2 separate regions of the Mus musculus genome follow, and region 2 is linked to region 1. A link is a contact called in public ChIA-PET data. All regions are on one chromosome and are shown on one strand. Each heading gives the region's core, a stretch centred on a gene start, on an enhancer-like site or on the middle of the called end of the contact. The rest is flanking DNA. Distances are from core to core; before and after follow the strand shown.

Region 1 (4,846 bases), core at 1,423-3,922:
GCCATCCAATAGAGGTGTGGGAAATCTAACTCAGGTCTGCTGCAAGCATAGTAAGTGTTCTTAACTGCAGAGCTATCTCTCCAGCCCTCAATGTCTCTTTGCAATGTGTCCTTAACCAAAGGCCCATCTACTTTCAGCTACAGACTTTTGCTTTGGTTGTTTTTTCCAAGACACGATTTCTCTTTGTAGCTTTGGCTGTCCTGAAACTCACTATGTTGACCAGGTTGGCCTCGAACTCACAAAGATCCACCTGCCTCTGCCTCTCAAGTGCTGGGATTAAAGGCACGTGCCACCACTGTCTGGCTCATCTCCAGGCTTAAGTCAATTCGGTTTTCCAAATAACAAAACTCACAAGAAGAAATCAGGTGAATAGTTTGATGGCTCTGGCAGGCCTGGAACTCATCACATCCTCCAACAGAGGCCTGCACCAGCACACTGAGCACCAGGGAAACTTTTTTTTTTTTTTTTTGTATTTTCGAGACAGGGTTTCTCTGTGTAACCCTGGCTGTCCTGGAACTCTGTAGACAAGGCTGGCCTTGAACTCAGAAATCCACCTGCCTCTGCCTCCCAAGTACTAGGATTAAAGGCGTGCGTCACCACCACCCAGCTTTTTTTTTTTTTTTAAACTTATGAAGAGAAAAAGAAATCTGCCTTTAGAGAAGTTTTAGGACGTTTCTGCCTAAGTCAGAGGTTACACACATTTTCTAAATTAAATGAACTGGTAAGACAAAATCGGCTCACCAGAGCTAAGGGTGACCAGTGATCTGTCAGCAGCAGCTTGGACAGCATGCAACTTGGAAGAAATGAATCTGGGGACCTAGGCTCCAATTAAAGAAGGGCCCATAAACATTTGCTTTGCCTCAAATACACAGAGAAAGCAATCAGATGCATAACACACCCAAGCTTCTAAGTGAGAACCATTCTAAGATCATAAGAACGTGGAATTGCTTGCCCCAGGAAGAGAAAAGGCAAAAGGAGAAAGACAGAAGATGCTTAGACCAGAAGCTTTCTTGGAAGTTCGCAGTGAGATTTCTACTCTCTCCTACTCGACTTGGCTCTAAATCCCAGAGAGTTTAGGGCAAAGCCTGGTTCCAGGTGTCCTGGTTTCAGCTCTGCGTAAAAGGTAAGAACAGCCCAGCCCACAGTTTCGTGCACAGAGGATCTTGAGTTCTAGCAAATCTGGCTGGTCCAGCTAAAACCACCAAGGACACCTAAACAGCCACCTGGCAGTCAAAGATTGCTACCAGAGAAAAGACCAGCATTCCTAAAATTGGTGGAACTGGTGTACTGATAAAGGCTGGGGAGAAACACCATCAAAAAACGATCATATTTTAATTAGTATGCTTCCTACAGGCTAGGAAAAACTGTGGATGAAAGAAAAAGTCCTTTGTTTGTGACCCCCGCCCCATTAATCTTCAATGTCACTGACAGTCACAATCACCCAACTACACTGTCAGTCCACACCCAACCACAAAGCCACCCAAGAGTCATAAAGTCTGTGAACCAGAAAACTACAGCTTCTCTCATCGTCAGGTACCCTCTAACATACTCAGCCCCATCATGGTGAGATGCTCTCTCTCTTTGGAACAGCCGTCCACACACACACCCGCCCTCTACTCACCTGATTGCCAAACACAGCCACGGAGCAGGCTGTTGAAACCTCATCAGCTCCAAACCAGACCGAAGCAATGCGTGAGGGCATGCCCAGAATGAAGACCTGTGCCACAGAGCAGATGACCTGACCCACCATTGTGACCGGGAAGAGGTGAGGCTCTAGGCTGCCCAGCTTTACCCAGGCTCCCAGGCAATTGAGAGCTGAGCCGGTGATAGCGATGGTTCGAAGACCAAATTTCTCCAGCATCCAGGCCACGGGCAGGAGCAGAGGGATGTAGGTCAGCATGTAGCACATGGACAGCCAATCAATGGCAAAGGCACTGACACCGTAGAAGTTCATGAAGATGTTATTGATGGAGCCGTACTGAATCCACTGGAAGGCATTGCACAAGGAGTAGCAACTGAACACCAGGACCACGACCCAACGACGCTTGCTCACCTTGATCACGCTGTCTTCTCTAACCAAGCTACTATGATGGGTCAAACCGCTGGGTTGAGCCAAGGTACTGGGGAGTGCTGAACTGCTGGGACGGACAGAGACGCTGGGGTCGATGGAGACACTAGGATGGATGGAGACACTGGGGTGGCCTGAGACGCTGGGGTGGCCTGAGACGCTGGGGTGGCCTGAGACGCTGGGATGGATGGAGCCGCTGGGCTGGGTGGAGTAGCTGGTGTCCATCTGGAATTCCGACTCTGGCGCAGGTCTGTCATTGCTCTCCTCCTGGTTGAGACTTTCATTCACCATGACCACAACGAGCTCCTGAATCCCAGGCACGTACTGACTCCTACAGTCTTATGGGTCAGCAGCCTTTTGCCTGTCCCCCTAGAGCTGAGGCAACACTTCTCCGGGAGCGCACCTCTGTTAGCGGAGAAATCGAGATCTCAGGTTCCTACGATCACTCCCTAGCAAACTGTTGTCCCCCAAGTTGGCCGCAGACGCCTTGCCACGCGTTCCAGGCTGTCCAGATGAAGCGTTGACCGTCCTGGAAAAAGTTTGACTCCTGAACAGCGAACTGTGGCAGGGCGAGCTCGGTTTGCTCCCGGGCAGGCTGGGGCCTCGCCCCCTCGGGCGCACGTGACCGCCCCGCCCCCCGGCCTGCCCGGCTCCCCACGCCCCTCAACCCCTCCCACCCAGGATCCCCTGCCTCCTTGAGCGGGGCTCGCAAGGCGCCGCTCTTGTTTCGCCATAGGTTGGGGTGTACATTCCTCTCCGACGTCCCCGGTGTCATGGAAACCGCCCGGTTAGCCCCCACCCCTACACTTTCCCTAAATTCACTTGTCCCCCCCACTCCCAGAGGTCTTCGTTGGTAAATGAGGACTTCGCCTCACGCCCTTCCGAGGTCAGAGTCTTCTCGGGGCCAGCGGGCGTGCACCGAGGCTCGGAGTCCCTAAACTGCTCAGGGGGATCCGAGAGAGATCCCTACCTTCCTCTCTTTTGCTGGGCTCTCCAGGTGACAGTTCAGTGTGCCTGGTGAAAGGAATGCTTGCTTTTCTCAGAGACCTCCCAGCCGACAAAGACTTATTTTGGTGAACTCGTATATGAACTTGTTTAGTGTCTGACGGGTCCCTGAGGTCTCCCACTAGGGAACCCCGCGAGCCAAGCATAGCCTGGAGGGAAAGTTGTGGAACCAAGTCTCTGCGCAGGCTCTGGGAGTGAGGCAACGAAGTGACTCATACAGCCTCGTAGCCCTCCGCTGCCACCTACCGATCCCCTGAGCGTCACCTCTTAGCCTGGAAGCAAGGCTTTCAGAGAAGGAATGCTGGCTTGCGCTGGTCCCTACAACTCCATGGGTTCACAGTGATAAAGAACCCAAAATTTAGGTTGGATTCCGGTTTAGCGACTTAGGCGTGTAACAATAGGTCACTGAACACCACTTCTGAGCTCCCGTTTCTTTTGCAAAATGTAGATGGTGAAATAATGGCCCTTAGAAAAATCCAGCCAGGCGTGGTGGCACACACCTTTAATCCCAGCACTCGGGAGGCAGAGGCAGGTGGATTTCTGAGTTCGAGGCCAGCCTGGTCTACAGAGTGAGTTCCAGGACAGCCAGGGCTATACAGAGAAACCCTGTCTCGAAAAAAAAAAAAAAAAAAAAAAGAAAAATCCCTGGCTGATAATTCGTTCAACAAATGTTTCCTATCCTGCCAAAAGGCTAGCATTTGTTGCCACGGGGTAAATGTGCTTCATGGGTGAGCATGCCGGGCATTCTATAATGTAGTTACTATTGCTTGCCCTGGGTGTGTGTGTCTGTATGTGTGCATGTGTATGGTGTATGTGCAGGCACTCAAGGCTTTGAAAACATCGAGCTGTAAGCTCTCGGCCTTCTTGCCTCGTGCTATAGACAAGAAAACAAGCCTTTTAGAACTCAGTTAACTAAGGTCCCAGCTGGCCTGAAAAGTCATACTTCCCATCATTCAAGCTACCACACAGTTACATAAGAGCAGTCTGAGCTGCAGCCTGGGTGGCTCCTGGAAACCTGGTGGTGTTTTTGTTTTGCCTTTTTTGTCTGTTTTGGCTTGGTCTTTTTGAGACAGGGTTGCTCAGGGTAACCTTGAATTCCACACCCTCTCAATCCTAAATGGTGAGTTTACAGGTGTATATCACCATGCCCGCCCCCCTGCCAAGCTTGTTTCAAGGGAAGATTCCCAGATCCCCAGGTTCAGCCCAGAACTCCTGAATTAGAACATTTGAACAGAATCTCCAGGTGATTCATGTGTGTTCACACGTTGAATCTTGAGGGACACTGCTTCCTTGTCCTCCCCGACCCCCCCCCCCTTTTAAAGCTCTGCAGTGGTGTTTACAACTTGAGTCTGCACATTAGAATCAAGAATAGGTGATGGCGAAGAGAGATGGTTCAGGGTTTAAGGGGGCTTGCTGCTTTCTCAGAGGAGTTGAGTTCAGTTCCCGCACTCACACTGAGTGGCTCACAACCATCTGTAGCATGAGGGAATCTTCCAGCCTCAGGCACCTGCTGACCTGTGAGCACATGCACGGATGTAAATGTAAATAACAACAACATGCTGACCTGTGAGCACATGCACGGATGTAAATGTAAATAACAACAACAATAATAATCTTTAAAAAAAATAGAATCTATCTGAGTGGATGGTGGTGTGGGGCATTCATTGGACAAGGTGGCTCAGACACAGGCTTAAGCTATAGAAAGTCTATATTAGCGATGTTTGGGATTCCAGTGTAGCACCAAGACTTGCTCAGGAAGAAAGCCGCTTTTTT
Region 2 (5,352 bases), core at 832-3,331, 41 kb after region 1:
GGCCACCACCACCCCTCAACTCTGTTGTTTCACTAGGGATGAAATACACATACAAGTTTGGTAGGGACAAACCTCAGAAAACCTTGCCGTGGTGTGTGTGTGTGTGTGCGCACACACACACACACGCACGCACGTATGCACCTCTAGGTTGGCAGTCGGGCCAGCCCCAGGTAGAGGAAAGCAGTTTGTGCCTCTTACTCCCCAACACACGCCAAGTGCCTTGTGTCTGTGGTTGCCTCACGCGCTCTGCCTGCTTTGCTCAGGTGCTAGGGTGCTTATAGCCTTTCTGAATATTGAGGATCTACGATGGACTTGGCATTCTATTCTGCTCCCTCCTGGGTTTTGCGATCCTGTTCCAAACCATCCATAAGCCTTGGACAATACCCAGAAGACACTATGAGCTTCCCTACACCTGTAAATCTCTGATGAAGTTTATTAAACATAGGAAGCGATTATCAATAAATAAACACAGAATGGAACATTTATGACAGTATACTATAGCTGGAGTTATTTTAAAACGTATGAATTGTTTATCTCTGGAACTTTCCATTCAGTATCCTCAGACCACAGTTGACATTGGCTAACTAAAACCATAGAGGGTGAAACTTCAAACAAGGAGGAGCCCTGTACTCTGTGCAGAGGCAACAAGCGCTTGGTCCAGAAATGTCTTCCAGTGTTGTGGGGACTGCGTCATTTACCAGCCACCACAGCACTGGGGCATAGAAGTTGCTGAGAAACAACAACTTCTCCAGATAATGGGGTTCCCGGACCTGAATAAACAGAACCTTGCCAAGTCCTGGGGGCCTCCCCCAAGTCCCCTGAGAGGCAAAGGAACCTCATTTCAGGCCAGAAGCTTGCAGGCAGCTCTTCTGCAGATCTGGGATTTGGGAAGAAATTTGGACTCTGGAATCTGGGCTTTTCTTTTCCATGTGTGTGCACACATGTATGGGTGCAGGTGCACGCATGTGTGACACGCACATGGAGGTCAGAAGAACTCCCACGGGCACCGTCCACATTTTGTTTGAGAGAGGATGTCTCATTACCTGGAACTGCCAGTGGCCCTCGGGCTTTCAGGGATCTGCCTCCAATCTCGCCATCGCCCACATTCCAGCCACGTGCTCCCCCCGCCCCACTTTTTATATGGGTGCTTGAGAACACAATTCAGGTCCTCCGTTAGCACTTTACCAACGGAGCCAACACCTCAGTTCTGGAAATCTGAGCTTTTAACAGGTGTCTTAGGTCGTTTTAACGCCCGGGCAAGTTTAAAAACCCTATTAAATATGATACAAATAATTAAAGCCTGCTTTAATTATTTAAGCATGTATTAAATGCCCGTTTAAGCTCCAAGTGAACTTAAGTGTTTGTGGACTGACTGGCTGATAACATCAATTGTTGGCATGAGAATGTTGACTCAAAAGTATAGTGGTTAGCAGATGTACGATAACTTGACATTTAAAATTAACCCTAAATGATCCAGCAGGAGTGAGCTGCAGGCTAAGGAGAGATGGGATTTATCAGCTATACTGCCAATCACGGAAACTCAGTACAGTCGGGGTTTCTCTTTTAAGTTGTGGAGGAGCAGAGGACCCTGACATTGCTCATCAAGACAGCTTCCATTTCTTTTGAAGGTCATATGGGAAGGCGCTGAGCCTCAGCGACACTTTGAATGCTCTCTGAGCTAACCAGGGCCCCTAGTCTGGTGCAAAGGAAACCCCCATCTCAAGCGGGCTGAGGGAAGCCGACAACTGGATGCTCAATCCCTGGCTGCTGCTGTTCCTGCAGGCTGAGGCCAGCTGGGCATTTCGCTGGTTTTTGTTTTCTGGCACATCCCAGAGGGAGGTCAGCCTTTTACCAGGAAGGCAGCGCCCCGTTACTGAAAGGTGGGCGAAATGAACCTGGTGGAGCGGTATGCTAAGACGGGAACTGGGGCCCTGAGTCCTGGCCCTTTCCTCGCCCCCTCTGAGAGTTTCCACTGGTTACACCATTTACTGTAAGTTCCGTGCTCCGAAGAGCCTGGGCAAACCCCAAGGCAGCAAGGAGGGACGGACTGGGTGGGCGGGCTCCGATCGTCTCCCCGCCTAGAGGCCGGCCTAGTTTTCGGGAAGTGACTGCAGGGCAAGTCACTAGCAGGCGCTCTGCGGAGCTCCCGCTGGCCTTCTCCTGTCACCTCCTGGGCCTACAGATGCCAAAGCCCACGCTGGGGTAGACCTGACTAACCACTGCCTGCTGCCTCTCACCATGAGGCAAAGTGTGTCTTTACCTCTTAAAGCCAGACGGCTGCTTGCAAGAGGAATGTCTGTAAGCTCGGAGCCTTGCAGACACTGGCCACTCCCTAGAGAAAGAATGACTTGTAGGAGGAAGTGGCTGCTTTGGGCCCCATCCCTCTAAGCTGTAGAGGGCAGCAGGGCCTCTGGAGAGGACTCATCTAGCTAAAGGGACAGTTGGGGTCAGCTGTTTATCCACAAAGACAATGACTATACCCCTACCCAACTTCCGGGTGTGAGAAGGGACGGAACTCAGTGAGGGAGAGGGGTGAGGGTGTGTGTGTGAAGGAAATGTCCTTCTACTAGGCAGTGTGGAGATCAAGCGAGCCTGCCTCCCTCCCTGCTCCACCTTAGCCTGCTCTCTTCACCTTTCAGAATGTGGTTAGGCCCATCAGGGTTCTCACAACGGCTGCTGCAGTCAGTATAGCCATCCTACCAAGGAAACCAATTGAGACCTGGAGCAAAACCATACTGCCTGGGTCCCTAAAAACAGGCTGGTGGCAGCAGTTATGAGAGGTGCTGTGGTCCTCATGTGTGTCTCCTCAGAAGCACAAAAACTTCAAATGCTGGATCCAAAGACCCATAGCCAGGAAGATCTGGGCTCCCACTGGATTCCTCCTTTCTGCCTCTCCTGTATTGAGGGTCTGACTATAGGAGCAACGAGAAGTCCTCAGCCCCCTGTGCCCCCAGTGCCCTCCCAAGGGATAGCAGCACAACATCACATAATACCACGGGCTGAGTTGGCCACGCCCCTGAAGCCACAGAATCGCCCACTTCCATCTGCCACCCTGGAAGAGCACTCCATTGAAGCGTCATCTTTCAACATGAGCCAGCCCTGGCTCCATGACCATGGTGATCATTGGTGGTCTTGGCTGCGTGGCCCCAGGAGGACTCTCTTTTCCTATTGGATGCCAGCTGCTTCGCCTGAAGGCAAGATGACTAGTCCAAAAAGATCCTCAGCTGGAGCCTGCTATTCCTGACATTGGGTCCTCCAGGGAGGACTAGTATTGTTGGTGACAGGTTCTAACTAACTAGATCTGGGTTAACCTTGCCATTTGGTGGTTATAGGCTACACGGGGTGCCCGTTGGGCAGCTAATGTCGACAGCTACAGGAATGGGGGTGTCTCCAGTTTCCCCTTGAATTTTCCAATATTTCAGATTCCAAATTGGCTACCTAGATGTATTAGTAGACTAGCGCCTGTAATCTCCTCCCCAAGCCTTTTGATATTTTTGTGCATGTGCCTATGGGTGTGTCTGGCACCACAATTTAAATAGATGTGCATATATGGTACACACATATTTTATTTTTTTGAGAGTCTTATTGGAGCCTAGCTGGACTGGAACTGACTGTGAAGACCTGGCTGGTCATAAGCTCACAGAAATCAGCCTGCCTCTGCTTCCTGAGTGCTGGGGTTAAAGGAATATGCCTCATGACACCCACCCTTTTGTATATTTTATAGCTATCATCATATTTAATCTTGGTAACACCACTGCATAACACACCCTTTTACAAAAGAGGAGAAACTGAGGCACAGAAAAGTTAAGCAACCTGTCAGGAGACCACACAGCTTGTAGGCTGCAGCACAAACACCCGTCCTTTGCCTCCTGCCTTGGGAGCCTGTGAGCTTAGATTGTCTCAGGCTCAGTTCACTGGCCAACCTCCCAGTTTCCCTCCCTCCCTCGAGCTGATCCTCCCTCACCTGTAGGGTCACCTGATGCCACTTCTATCTATCAAGAGCTGGGGGTGGCTAAGGAGGAGGCGTTGAGGTGTGGGAACATTCTGGGAAATCCCCAATTGGAGGGGCTGCAGAGGAGGTCACTCAGAGCTCCTGAGTGACAGGGGAATCCCCAGGCTAGTCCCTCAGCCCCAGGCAGCTGAGCTGGAGAGAGACTGGGAGCAGCTGGCACTGCCTGGCTGGGGTCCAGCCTGAGCTCATGCGGGGGGCTCAGCAGGGACTCCCCAGGCATATGCCTTACAGCTCTGTTCTGCTCTGTTCATGGCCAGCTCTCCAGTGCTTTGACTTTCCTGCATTTTCTTTGAAAAAATTTTATGTGCGTATCTGCATGCCAGTACACCACAGATGTGCCTGGTGCTCGTAGAGGCCAGAAGAAGGCGTCGGATCCCCTGGAACTGGAGTTACAGATGGTTGCACACCATTGTGTGGGTGCTGCAGTCCATCTGAAAGAGCAGCCTGTGCCAAGCTATAGTTCCAGCCCCACCTTCCTGCATTTTCTAACAGCCATTTCCAGAGGATGAAATACCCTCTGTAGTTTTTTTCTGCCCAAAGGAAAATGCACACTATCGTTAGCATGGTAACCTTCCAATTCACATGGCATTTGGAGTTGGTGCCACCATGTGCCAGACATCAAGTACACATGGCAAGTGGAGCCCACAGTTCTTGATGAAGGTTTCCAATGGAGAGGTGGGCTTGCTCCCCAGGAGAGAGAGGACCGGTCCTCCATCTGCCACCATTGACTTTCATGGTGGGGAGGAGTCACCACACATTGGGTTCTGGAGTTGGCTTCATTCAGCTCCTGGCCACCAATAGCTGGTCAGACACCAATCATGCTCTCGTGGTCCTGTCATAGTCACAGGGTTGGAAGGATGTTACCTGGGCCTCATTTTTTCCATGGGCCTACTAGAGGTTGGCTCACTTAGCGTCCTCCCCAAATACCCCACTGTTTTCAGCTAGAGAGACACAAATACCCAGCTTCCTTGCACCTGGGGCTGTGTGTGTGTGTGTGTGCGTGTGACATAATTATGACTGTAATATGTAGGTAGAGGCACAGGGACAGAGGTTCTCTTTTCTCTTCATGGTAGAGTTGCTGGGCAAGGACAAATCAATCCCCCCGCCAACACAGACTGAGGCCTGGAGGGCCGGCAGCCATCTTGCAGCCTTGAGAGGAGAGCCAAGCAGATGACGCTGACAGAGACCTGCTCTTTCCATTCCTGAGCTTGGTATGTGAGAGAAAGAAAGCGAGGCTTGCTGCTGCCGCCCCTCCATGGCCTATTTATGACTTGTAGCTGACAGAAATCCCGATGGATGGCTTGCTCCCAGGGTACCACAGGAAGCCCAATGTGGAAAAA

What was found. ChIA-PET counts read pairs in DNA pulled down with a chosen protein or histone mark.
Region 2: a contact with region 1 is called in an RNA polymerase II ChIA-PET map of memory CD8 T cells, with 257 read pairs. The contact joins the enhancer-like site here to the promoter of Flvcr2 in region 1. A contact is called at or near these places in 23 of 39 promoter capture datasets (the 3T3-L1 cell line, 3T3-L1-derived adipocytes, the HPC-7 cell line and 14 more), 4 of 484 Hi-C or Micro-C datasets (the G1E-ER4 cell line, the HPC-7 cell line, embryonic stem cells and 1 more), 8 of 115 datasets of contacts at active chromatin or transcription factors (CD8 T cells, the HPC-7 cell line, bone marrow-derived macrophages and 4 more) and 4 of 9 other capture datasets (adipose tissue, liver, macrophages and 1 more).

What each region holds. Positions count from the first base shown.
Region 1 is chr12:85,744,365-85,749,210 of GRCm38.p6, reverse strand. Flvcr2 (feline leukemia virus subgroup C cellular receptor 2) reads right to left here and starts at 2,672. Exons shown (of 10, transcript NM_145447.2): 1 at 1,622-2,672. The coding sequence starts at 2,359.
Region 2 is chr12:85,702,415-85,707,766 of GRCm38.p6, reverse strand. The region is part of intron 2 of Batf (basic leucine zipper transcription factor, ATF-like); the gene reads right to left. Among named protein-coding and RNA genes, the nearest start is that of Batf, 18 kb to the right of the region's middle. Within about 2 kb of position 2,081, at least 326 of the 459 cell types and tissues checked have an H3K27ac peak or open chromatin away from gene starts, as enhancers often do. A contact at or near this core is called in CD8 T cells, the G1E-ER4 cell line, the HPC-7 cell line and 13 more, where this site is marked.